2 separate regions of the Pan troglodytes genome follow, and region 2 is linked to region 1. The links are chromatin contacts, called in public HiChIP or PLAC-seq maps. All regions are on one chromosome and are shown on one strand. Each heading gives the region's core, a stretch centred on a gene start, on an enhancer-like site or on the middle of the called end of the contact. The rest is flanking DNA. Distances are from core to core; before and after follow the strand shown.

Region 1 (5,150 bases), core at 1,281-3,780:
GGACTACAGGCACCCGCCATCACGCCCGGCTAATTTTTTTGTGTTTTTAGTAGAGACGGGGTTTCACCCTGTTAGCCAGGATGGTCTCAATCTCCTGACCTCGTGATCTGCCTGCCTCAGCCTCCCAAAGCGCTGGGATTACAGGCCTGGCCCATCTCCTTTTTCTTCTACATACTCCCTACCCCTACCTCTGCCCTTAGTCAAAGGATAACTGAAACACAGCCCTTTTGAAAAAATGAGGTCCTGTTTTATCTTTTGGTTTAATCTTATTTGCCAGTCTCAAGTAAAAAAGAAACAAACGTGGAAACAGATGTGTTGAATACAGGTACATCTAATCTTAACACACCATTTCTGGAAAAATAAAAGACAGAATTGGGTAGTAATAAGGTCTGACCAAACTATAAGCTCCTTATCTACAGAAATATTATTAAAGGGGCATCAATGAAGCCACCAAGCAATGGCAATACTGACCCTGCCATTTACTTATTATGATTACTGCCCTATTCCTCTGAGAAATTCATTTCTACAGTTAAGATAGCTTAGGATCGGCCGGGTGTGGTGGCTCACACCTGTAATCCCGATACTTTGGGCGGCCCAGGTGGGTGGATCACGAGGTCAGGATCACGAGGTCAGGAGATCAAGACCATCCTGCCCAACATGGTGAAACCCCATCTCTACTAAAAACACAAAAATTAGCCGGCCATGGTGGCAGGTACCTGTAATCCCAGCTACTCGGGAGGCTGAGGCCACGAGAATCGCTTAAACCTGGGAGGCAGCGGTTGCAGTGAGCGAGATCACAACACTGCACTCCAGCATGGGCAAAAGAGCGAGAGTCAGTCTCAAAAAAAAAAGAACTATATTGGTACAATCACAGTAACTTATTTCGATGCCTTTCTGCAGACAGGAAACTGGAAAAAATAATCATTTTCACTGTTAATTTATACAGCTGTAGCCAGTAACATGTTTTTCCATCTATCAAAATAGCCCTGACCATCTTATAATAATTCTAAAATTAAAGGAGCTAGTCAATTGCAATATGAAATTTTAAAAGCTGGTCAGATTTGCCCTCTTTTCTCCTTCTAAATCAAGTTTTCAAACTAAAAGTTTCTATGTTGGATCAAGTACAGTTCTAAACGCTGTGTATTTATCTAGTACTGACTTTATGAAAGTAGCCCATCAACAGTCAACTGCGCACATGCACTGTGTACGTTCGTTGTATACGTGTGTTTGCATGTGTGTAGGGATGTATGTAGAGAATAAAGTAAAACAAGCTTCATGCCGCTCTATCCACATTTCTGCCCAGTATCTCTTGGGACCAAGAGTATCCATTTTCAAGACAGAAGGTCAGAAATTAATCCAGTTTTTTTGTTATTGTTTTACCTGAAATGGGGGGACAGGTGGGAGGACAAAAGAGAATAAAGCAGATTCCTGGGCATCTCCACACATGTAGATCAGATCCTCTGGGAGTGAGGCCCAGGATTCTGAATTTTCAGTTCCCAACGTGATTCTTTTGCACATTAAGATCAGCAAGCAAAGAGAAGACTTAGGGCTCTCGGGGCCCGTGATTAAAGCCTTAGCGGTACTCAGGCTCAGGCTGATTTCTGACATAAGAGAAAGAAGAGATTATTGTCCTTATGCCCTTAGTGTGGACTCTGGACAGAGCAATGGACTAATGAGGGCGTTGGGATTCTAGTCCGTGCTCCGTCACGGGTGAGTCCATACTACAGGCAAATGTATCTCCCTGGGTCTCTCTGGTCTGCACACTGAAGGGGCTGCACTCTATAGCCCAAGCCTCCACGGCTCCAGACTCCTTGAACTGAGGCTGACCGAGGCGCATGCACGATCGAGGGGCTCGAGCACCAAGCGCGGCTGGCCCCCAGGATCGGGGTCTCGCGGCACAAAGGGCGACAGGGCAGCCAGGCCGCGCCCACGCCCCGTGCCCGCGCGCCGGGAACTCCTGCTGTCGGCACGCGCCCCTCCCGCCGCCCCTCGAGCGCGCCGATGCTGGGGATCCCCGGGGCGAGGTGGCCGCCATTACCCGAACGCGGCCGCGGGTCCGGCCCGTGGGACGTGGATCCCGGGCTTCAGCGCTGAGAGCAGCAGCCGCAGGCGCAACACGCCCCGGCCGCCCAGCACAGCCACCATGGTCACAGGTCGCGTAGCTGCCGGGAGCGCGCATGCGCTAAGACCAAGCGCGGTACCCGGCCCACTCTGCCCCGAAGCCACGCCCTCTGCTCCGCCCATCTCGCCTCTCCATCCTGCTCCGCCCTCTGCCCGCCCCGCCCCGAAGCCACGCCCTGCCGGGTGCTTTCCCATGGGCGACCGAAACTCGGCTCGTGGTTTCGCAGTCCTGGAACGGCCGGCACCCGCGTAGACCGTCCCCTCTCGGTGCTGGCTCTGGCTCCCGGGACGAGTGTCCCCGTCGGCGCTGCCCCGCCCTCGCTCGTCGCCTCAGCGACCATGGCTTTTCCAGGAGGCGAGGCCGCCAGCCATAGCGCCTTCGCTGCGTGGGCGTCCAGGCGGGGCTCCGGAGTGGGCGGGGCTCCGGAGTGGGCGGGGCTCCGGCTCTAGGCAGGCTGCTATGTTGGATCAAGTAAAGTTCTAAACGCTGTGCACCTATCTAGTACTGACTAGTACTAGGAAGTGTATTTGCTTTTCAGAGATGATGGGATCTAAATTTTGTTTATACCACTTCACACCCATTAGGATGGCTACTAGCAAAACCCCCAGAAATTAGTGTTGGTGAAGATGTAGAGAAATTGAAGCCCTTGTATATTGCTGTTGGGAATGTAAAATGGTGCAGCCACTGTGATGAACAATACTGCGGTTCCTCAACAAATCAGTTATATGATCCAGCATTTTCTTTTCTGGGTATATAACCCAAAAGAATTTAGAACAGGGTGTACAAGAAGAAATGTTTTTACACTCACGTTGACAGCGGCACTATTCACAATAGCCAAAAGGGTGGAAGCAATTTAAGTGTCCAAAAACAGATACATGGATAAGCAAAATGTTGTCTGTGCATGCAAGGGAACGTTTTTTAGCCTGAACAAAGAACGAAATTCTGACACTTGCTACTACATGGATGAACCTGGAGGACACTATGCTGAGGGAGGTAAGCCAGTCAAAAAAAGACAAATACTGTGTGATTCCACTTATATAATAAGGTACCTAGAGGAGTCAAACTTATAGGGACAGAAAATAGAATGGGGGTTGTTGAGGGCTGGTGGAAGGGGGAATGGAAAGTTGGTGTTTCATGGGGACAGAGTTTCAGTTTGGAGAGATGAAAAAGTCCTGGGGATGGATTTTGGTGATGCCTGCATTACATTGTGAGTGTACTTACTGCCACTGAACTACACACCTAAAAGTGGTTTAAGTGGTAAGTTTTATGTATGTTTTACCACAATTAATTTTTTTCTTTTGGCTGTATAATTGCAGCTTTATAAAGGTTATAGACATTATCTAATTGAAATCTCAGTGGAGAAAAAAAACAACTATTTCTTTTTAAGTCAATCGTTCTGCCTTAATTGGAAATAACTGGCAGATTTGTGGCTACTGTTGTAGCCTTGGCTTGAATAATTGGAGACAACAGCTTCTTTGCATATTGCATTTCTTTTCCTCCAAGAGACCTTTTTGGTGTAACAGTCAGTCCTGTGAGCACAGTGCTTGTAGGTGTTACACTCATAGAAATTTCTGTCACCTGCAGTGTCCTCACTGGCCCATTGGGCTTTCTTGAGTAGTAAAGGCAGTTTTGGCCTAAATACAGACTATGCAAAAGTTTTCATATTCTACTCTCAACATAAATCTATCACATTAATTCCTGCATAAAAGGAAAGAGACATATATAATGTTTGAGTTTAATATCATTTGACTTTCAGAAATCTTTGGTGAGGTCAGTATTTCCTTTTTTCCTGATATGTTGATTGGGGTTTCATCTCAGAAATGATAAAAATAGCTGTCTGTACAGTTTCAACACCAGTTACCCTTGTGCTAATAAAAAACGGTAGCACTGAGTTTTAGGTTATTGGTGTCACAATTTTTTTTTTTTTTTTTTGAGACGGAGTTTTGGTCTTGTTGCCCAGGCTGGAGTGCAATGGCGCAATCTCAGCTCACTGTAACCTCTGCCTCGCAGGTTCAAGCAATTCTCCTGCCTCAGCCTCCTGAGTAGCTGAGATTACAAGCACCCGCCACCATGCCCGGCTAATTTTTGTAATTTTAGTAGAGACGAGGTTTTGCCATGTTGGCCAGGCTGGTCTCAAACTCCTGACCTCAGGTGATCCACCCGCCTCAGCCTCCTAAAGTGCTAGGATTACAGGTGTGCGCCACCGCGTCCAGCGTGGTGTCACTATTTTTAAGTAACATACCTGACAACCAGTTCTTTATATATAGCAAGATTGTACAGTTTAAAAAAACTGCCATTTTTGTGCCAGGCACCTTACGATGCATCATATTTCTTTAATCTTCACATCAGCCTTCTGTGCTATTGCACTCTTCATTTATAGATGAGGCAACTGAGGCTAAGAAAGGTTAGGAAGCAAGCCCTAGGTAACACAGCTGAAAAGTAATTTTGAGCTGCTCAATTTCAGGACTCTATACTTGGATAATGACAGCGAAAGGTTAGGAAGCAAGGCCTGGGTAACACAGCTGAGAAGGGGCAGAGGGGAGTTTTGAGCCGCTCAATTTCAGGACTCTATACTTGGATAATGATGGCGAAAGGTTAGGAAGCAAGGCCTGGGTAACACAGCTGAGAAGGGGCAGAGGGGAGTTTTGGGCTCTCAATTTCAGGACTCTATACTTGGATGATGATGATTGCTATTATTATTGAGGCACGGTGTGATCACAGCTCCCCACAGCCTCAAACTCCTGGGCTCAAGTGATCCTCCCACCTTAGCCTCCCAAGAAGCTAGGACTACAGGCATACACCACCACACCTGGCTAGTATTTTTTAATGTTTTTGTGGAGATAGGGTCTTGCTGTATTGTCCACACTGGTCTCGAACTCATGGCCTCAAGCGATCCTCCCAGCTTGGCCTCCCAAAGTGCTGGGATTACAGGCATGAGCCACTATACCTGGTCGTATACTTGGATTATTACATATTGTAAAGATCACTGTAGTAGCATTAACCTTTCAGTGATTTCTCCGCAATCAGC
Region 2 (5,150 bases), core at 1,733-4,232, 140 kb before region 1:
CAGGTGGACAGTAGATGGAGGGCCGGCCCACGGGTCACGGGTGGACAGTAGATGGAGGGCCGGCCCACGGGTCATGGGTGGACAGTAGATGGAGGGCCGGCCCATGGGTCACAGGAACCTTGGGCTTCCTACCTTAAGCTAATGCCCGCACCTCTTTTCCCCAGCTGGCTCGGCCTTCTGCCCCTGGAGAGAACATCCAGGCACACTGTGGCCAGTGAGAGGGACTGGACTTCTGACAAGTCAGGTAACTCAATCAATCCCCTGTTCCTTTTCCTGCCTGGCTTTGCTGGAGGGGCACTTTCCAGATAAGAAAATACACCTCACTGGGAGCTGTGACCACCATGGGGTCGGGTGACCAAAACCACCCACAGGAGGAGCCTACTTCTTCCAAACTTACCAACCCAAACCAGCACTGCACAAAGGGGCACAAGGCAGCGACACCAGATCTGACCAGTGCCCAAAGCCCTGCCCACTACGCCTTGGGATAAGGAGAGAATGCGAGGTGGCACAGAGCACACAGCCCCACCCATCACCCCTGGTCCCCCAGGCCTCTTCCGCTGCCGCCTGCTCACAGGTCCACTGCCAGGACCCTCCAGAAAAGAAAAAAAGAAAAAAGGAAACAACAAGGAAAAGAAAAGCAAGAAAGGAATCCAGATGCCATCTCCTTCCCAAGGCCTTCCCAGGTGCCGCTGTGCACAGCTAAGACGCTCACCCATGACTTCCTGCCCCCAGCACCCTCAGTCATCACTGCCTCACTGGCTTCAGAAGGGTCTCGCTGAGGGGGCCTCACTCATTCATTCCACAGGGACTGAGAGAGCGGTGCACCAGGAGCTAGAGAAACAGACGCTCACCCTGGGCAAGCAGACAAACCTCACCGTGAAACACTCAACGGCTGAGAGAGGGAGCTAATGCGGCTGGGAGGCCAGCACTGCCCAGCTCGAGGACAGGCAGGAGCTCTAAGAGGTAACAGAGCCCGAAGATCACTGGAGTCTTCGAGTGCTCTGAGTTCACCTCGTGAAAGGTTTTGAGCAGAGAAATGAAAATATCCAACTTCAGTCTTAAAACTATCATTCTGTTGCCCTGGTTACAAGGCAGTGTTGTGGCCTGAATTGTGTCTCCCCAAAAAATATGTTTAAGTCCTAACCTCTGGGTACCTATGAATGTGACCTTGTTTGTAAACAGGGTCTCTGCAGATGTAAATAAGATGTAATTTAGACCAGGCGCGGCGGCTAACGCCTATAATCCCGGCACTTTAGGATAAAGATTAGCATAAAGATTCTTTACTTCCAAAGGGACTTGCTTCCCTTTGGGAGGCCGAGGCGGGCGGATCACGAAGTCAGAATTTCGAGATCAGCCTGGCCAACATAATGAAACCTCAGCTCTACTGAAACTACAAAAATTAGCCCGGCGTGATGGCTCACACCTGTAATCCCAGCTACTCAGGAGGGTGAGGCAGAACTGCTTGAACCTGGGAGGCGGAGGTTGCAGTAAGCCGAGATCACGCCATTGCACTCCAGCCTGGGCGACAAAGCAAGACTTTGCTTCAAAAAAAAAAAAAATTTATATATATATATATATATATATATATATATATATATATATATATAAATAATTTAAGACAAGGTTATACTGGAGTAGGGTGGGCCCTTAATCCAACATTACTGATGTCCTTATGAGAAAAGAGTCGGGCTCACTGAGGAAGGAGGATCATCACTTGAGGCCAGGAGTTCAAGAACAGCCTGGGCAAAATAGTGAGACCCCCATCTCTACCAAAAAAAAAACAATTAGCCAGGTATGGTGGCACATGTCTGTAGTCCTAGCTACTCGGGAGGCTGAGGAAGGAGGATCACTTAAGCCCAGGAGTTTGAGGTGACAGTGAGCTATAATAATGACACTGTACCCCAGCCTGGGTGACAGTAAGAGACCTTGTCTACAGATCTTTGAGAATAAACTCTGTTGTTTTAAGCCACGCGGTCTGTGGCACTTTCTTACAGCAGCCTCAGGAAACCAGGGGAAACCAGGCGGCGACGCGCAAAGCCGGAAAGGCGGGAGAGGAGGGGAAATGATAATGTCCCAGGCTTGGCCCAGCGCGGCAGGGTGAAGGTGAGGGCGGCTTGGGTTTTGTCTGCTTTGACTGGCGGCAGTGCCTAGGGACTCAGCACGTGGAGTGTGAAGAAAGAGGAATCAAAGACAACTGCGAGGCTCTGAACGCACAGCCAGGAAGATGGAGCTGCCATCACAGCGCCAGTCAGGCGGAGGAGGGAGCAGGTTGGGAGAAGAGAGCCTGATGTGTGCCTAGTGCGAAATGCCTGAGACATCCAGTGGAGACGCAGGAGTCCCCAAAAAATTATCAGTGTGCTCAAAATCCAGATGGCAGGAGAGCTACGAGGTAGACGCGTCCCCCAGCGCGCGTGTGGCGAGGACAGACCCAAGACATTCTGACCTACAAAGACCAGTGCGGGACGCAGCTGCGGGGCGGCGGGACAAGGAGAGGGGCTCGGGGCCCGCGCGCAGCTCCCGAGGTGGTGCAGGCCCTGGCGCCCGCGGGCTTCCTAAGACATCCCACGGGTGGGCTTCGGGGGAGTAGGGCGCCCTGTAGACCCAAGAGAAGCCTGGGGGGCTGCAGCTCGCGCAGGCCCGGCGCCCCCACGCCCCCGCCCCGCCGCCCGCCCCCTCGGCCGCCAGGCACTCACGTAGCGGCTGCACATGGCCACGGCGAGGTTGCGCAGGTGCGGCGTGGCCCCCACCCACAGGAACAGCGAGTCCGTCAGCCGCATGACGTGGAAGTGGACCAGCTGCTCCCACAGCCTCGCGCTGAAGTTGTGCAGGGAGACGTCCCCGCCGGCGGCGACAACCAGCCCCTCCATGCCGCCCCACGGCTCCCGGCCCACAGCGCCAGACCCGGGTCCTCGCCGCTGCCAGCCCCGCCAGACCCGATGGAGCGAGCACCGAGAGACCGAGCGCGCTTTCGCTTTCGGCCCCGAAAAGGCGGGGGTGAGGGGCGTGGTCGGGGAGGGGCGATCCCGGGCTTGGGTTGGGGGCGTGGTCGAGGCGGGGCGGCTGCCGGCCCTGGGTGGAGTAGGCGTCCCTGGTTGTCTTGCTGGCCTCTCCCGCACACCAGTACCTCTCTGGACGGGCTGGGGAAACCCACTTTAGTAGCAGAGTGCGACAGTGACCTCTAGGAGCCCACGGGCGCCCAGCAGAACTCGCCCTCGCTTTGTTTCCCCCCACCCCCTAACTGTTACTGACGCGGGGCATTCAAGGGCTGAAGCCAGCCGCACCGTCCTCCCAGGCCGTGACACTTCGCCCTACAGACATTAAGTTAATTAAAAATTTAAAAAGACTAATTTTTAATTAGTTCTTTAAGCACTCTGAGAACGGCCACCTCCCGTCCCACCTCCTCCTCCTAGCAGCCCTTTAACTCCAAGGAGGCTTCGACGGTACCCAGCCCTAATTAAGAATGGCAATGGTATTGGGGGAAAGCCTTTAGAAAGGAAAATTGTGTCAACTAAGTTGGCAGGAGGATGGGCAGGCACCCTTTTGGACGCCGAGTCCCGAGCTGCAGTCATGTACATGGCCCCGGGCTACCCCCTTAACCTCTCTGAGACTCAGTTTCCTCATCTGCAAAATGCAAATAAGAACAGGTGCCTTTCCGAGACGTGGAAAGGATCTCAAGAGAGATTAATGGGAAGCACCAACAATCATCCCATTGTCATACCTATGGAGAGACCCCTTGAACACTTCAGGACGTTACAGAGTTGAAAAGAGGAAGCCTTCGATGGGTTAAGAGAGAAGGTGGTAAAAGAAAACAGCCCATTTTGTCAGATTCTGTTACAACTGACTAATTTAGAGATTTAACTTGAAACTATAAAAGGTCTGCTTTTAAAATCCCTAATAGATCTAAGTTGACTAAATTGAAATTTAAGAGGGCATTTTCCATAGTTCTATTTGCTAATTATCGATGATTCAATAATACAGTTAATTTTCAGGTCAATATTTTAACAGCTTTATTAAAATGTGATTAACATACAATAACTGCACGTATATAGTGTACAAATTGAAGTCTTGACACGTTATAGCCAGTGAAATCATCATCACAATCCACAAAGTGAACGCGTCCAGTACTCCCTCCTGCCCTCAGTAATGACTCCTGCCCCCAACCACTGATCTGCTTCCGGCCACACAGATTAGTCTGCATTTTCCAGAGTTTTGTATCAGTGGAATCACACAGTATGTACTGTTTTTTGTCCAGCTTCTTTCCTTCATCATAATTATCTTGGGTTCATCTGCTTGTGTGTCAATGGCTTGTGTCTTTGTATTACTAAGCAGTGTTCTATTGTATGGCTACACCATAATTGTTTTATCCCTTTACATTGTGATTTGAGGCCCTTCAATCAGCTAGGAGGACCCAAAGATTAAGGAAACAAAGTTACCGACCGGTGGAGAGTTCAAGGCCTGGCTGGCATGGCAAATTTCTCAATCTGGATTGTAATGATGGTTTCACTGGTTATACATGTCTCAAAACCTCCATGCTCCTCTCTCTCTCCAGCTTTGCTGTCACTGCTCGGGAAACACACAGGCAGAGGGTCACAGCCAGTCATGCCCAACATCAGCGGTCCCGGAACACTGCCCTGCAGTCCCTAGACAGCGTCCTCTCTCACTCCCCTTGACTATGCTCCCCAAACCCTGAGCTGACCCAAACCCAAGTTCAGCAGATGCCCTTGCTTCTGATGTTATGAAGAAAATAGAGGTGACAAAGCCAGATTTTCCCAGCTCCTTGTCCCTCTCCTAAAATGCTTATCTTCATTGGACCCTATCTTTCCTTCTGCTCACTCTGTGACAGTGAAAGATAAAGATGTCCCTCGTTGTACAGAAGGTCAATCCATCCACCTGTGCTCTGACCCTGTCCTTTCACGTCCTCAGGAACCCCCCTCATTATCTGTGATGTGTCTCCAAAGAGCCTGCATGTGCCACCTAGGTCCACTTCAAAAAAAACTTGTCCCAACTGCTACAAATCCTACCTTCTGCCACGGCCTCCTCTAGAGCCTGCACACCCTCCCCGTGGCAGCCCACATGCAATAACTGATGGAGGCAGACTATGAAAGCCAGGCCAGTTTGCCCCAGTGCAGGACAACTCACAACTCTGATGG

The links. HiChIP or PLAC-seq counts read pairs in DNA pulled down with a chosen protein or histone mark.
Region 2: a contact with region 1 is called in an H3K4me3 HiChIP or PLAC-seq map of stem cell-derived excitatory neurons, with 4 times the contacts expected there. The contact joins the promoter of PSMG4 here to the promoter of BPHL in region 1. A contact is called at or near these places in 4 of 7 Hi-C or Micro-C datasets (blood, induced pluripotent stem cells, a lymphoblastoid cell line and 1 more), 1 of 1 datasets of contacts at active chromatin or transcription factors (stem cell-derived excitatory neurons) and 1 of 1 other capture datasets (stem cell-derived neural stem cells).

Annotation. Positions count from the first base shown.
Region 1 is chr5:9,066,880-9,072,029 of NHGRI_mPanTro3-v2.0_pri, reverse strand. It overlaps BPHL (biphenyl hydrolase like), which reads right to left and starts at 2,530. Exons shown (of 8, transcript XM_009450409.4): 1 at 2,324-2,530; 2 at 1,381-1,601. The coding sequence starts at 1,436.
Region 2 is chr5:9,209,978-9,215,127 of NHGRI_mPanTro3-v2.0_pri, reverse strand. It overlaps PSMG4 (proteasome assembly chaperone 4), which reads right to left and starts at 2,982. Exons shown (of 4, transcript XM_518211.8): 1 at 2,694-2,982. The coding sequence starts at 2,867.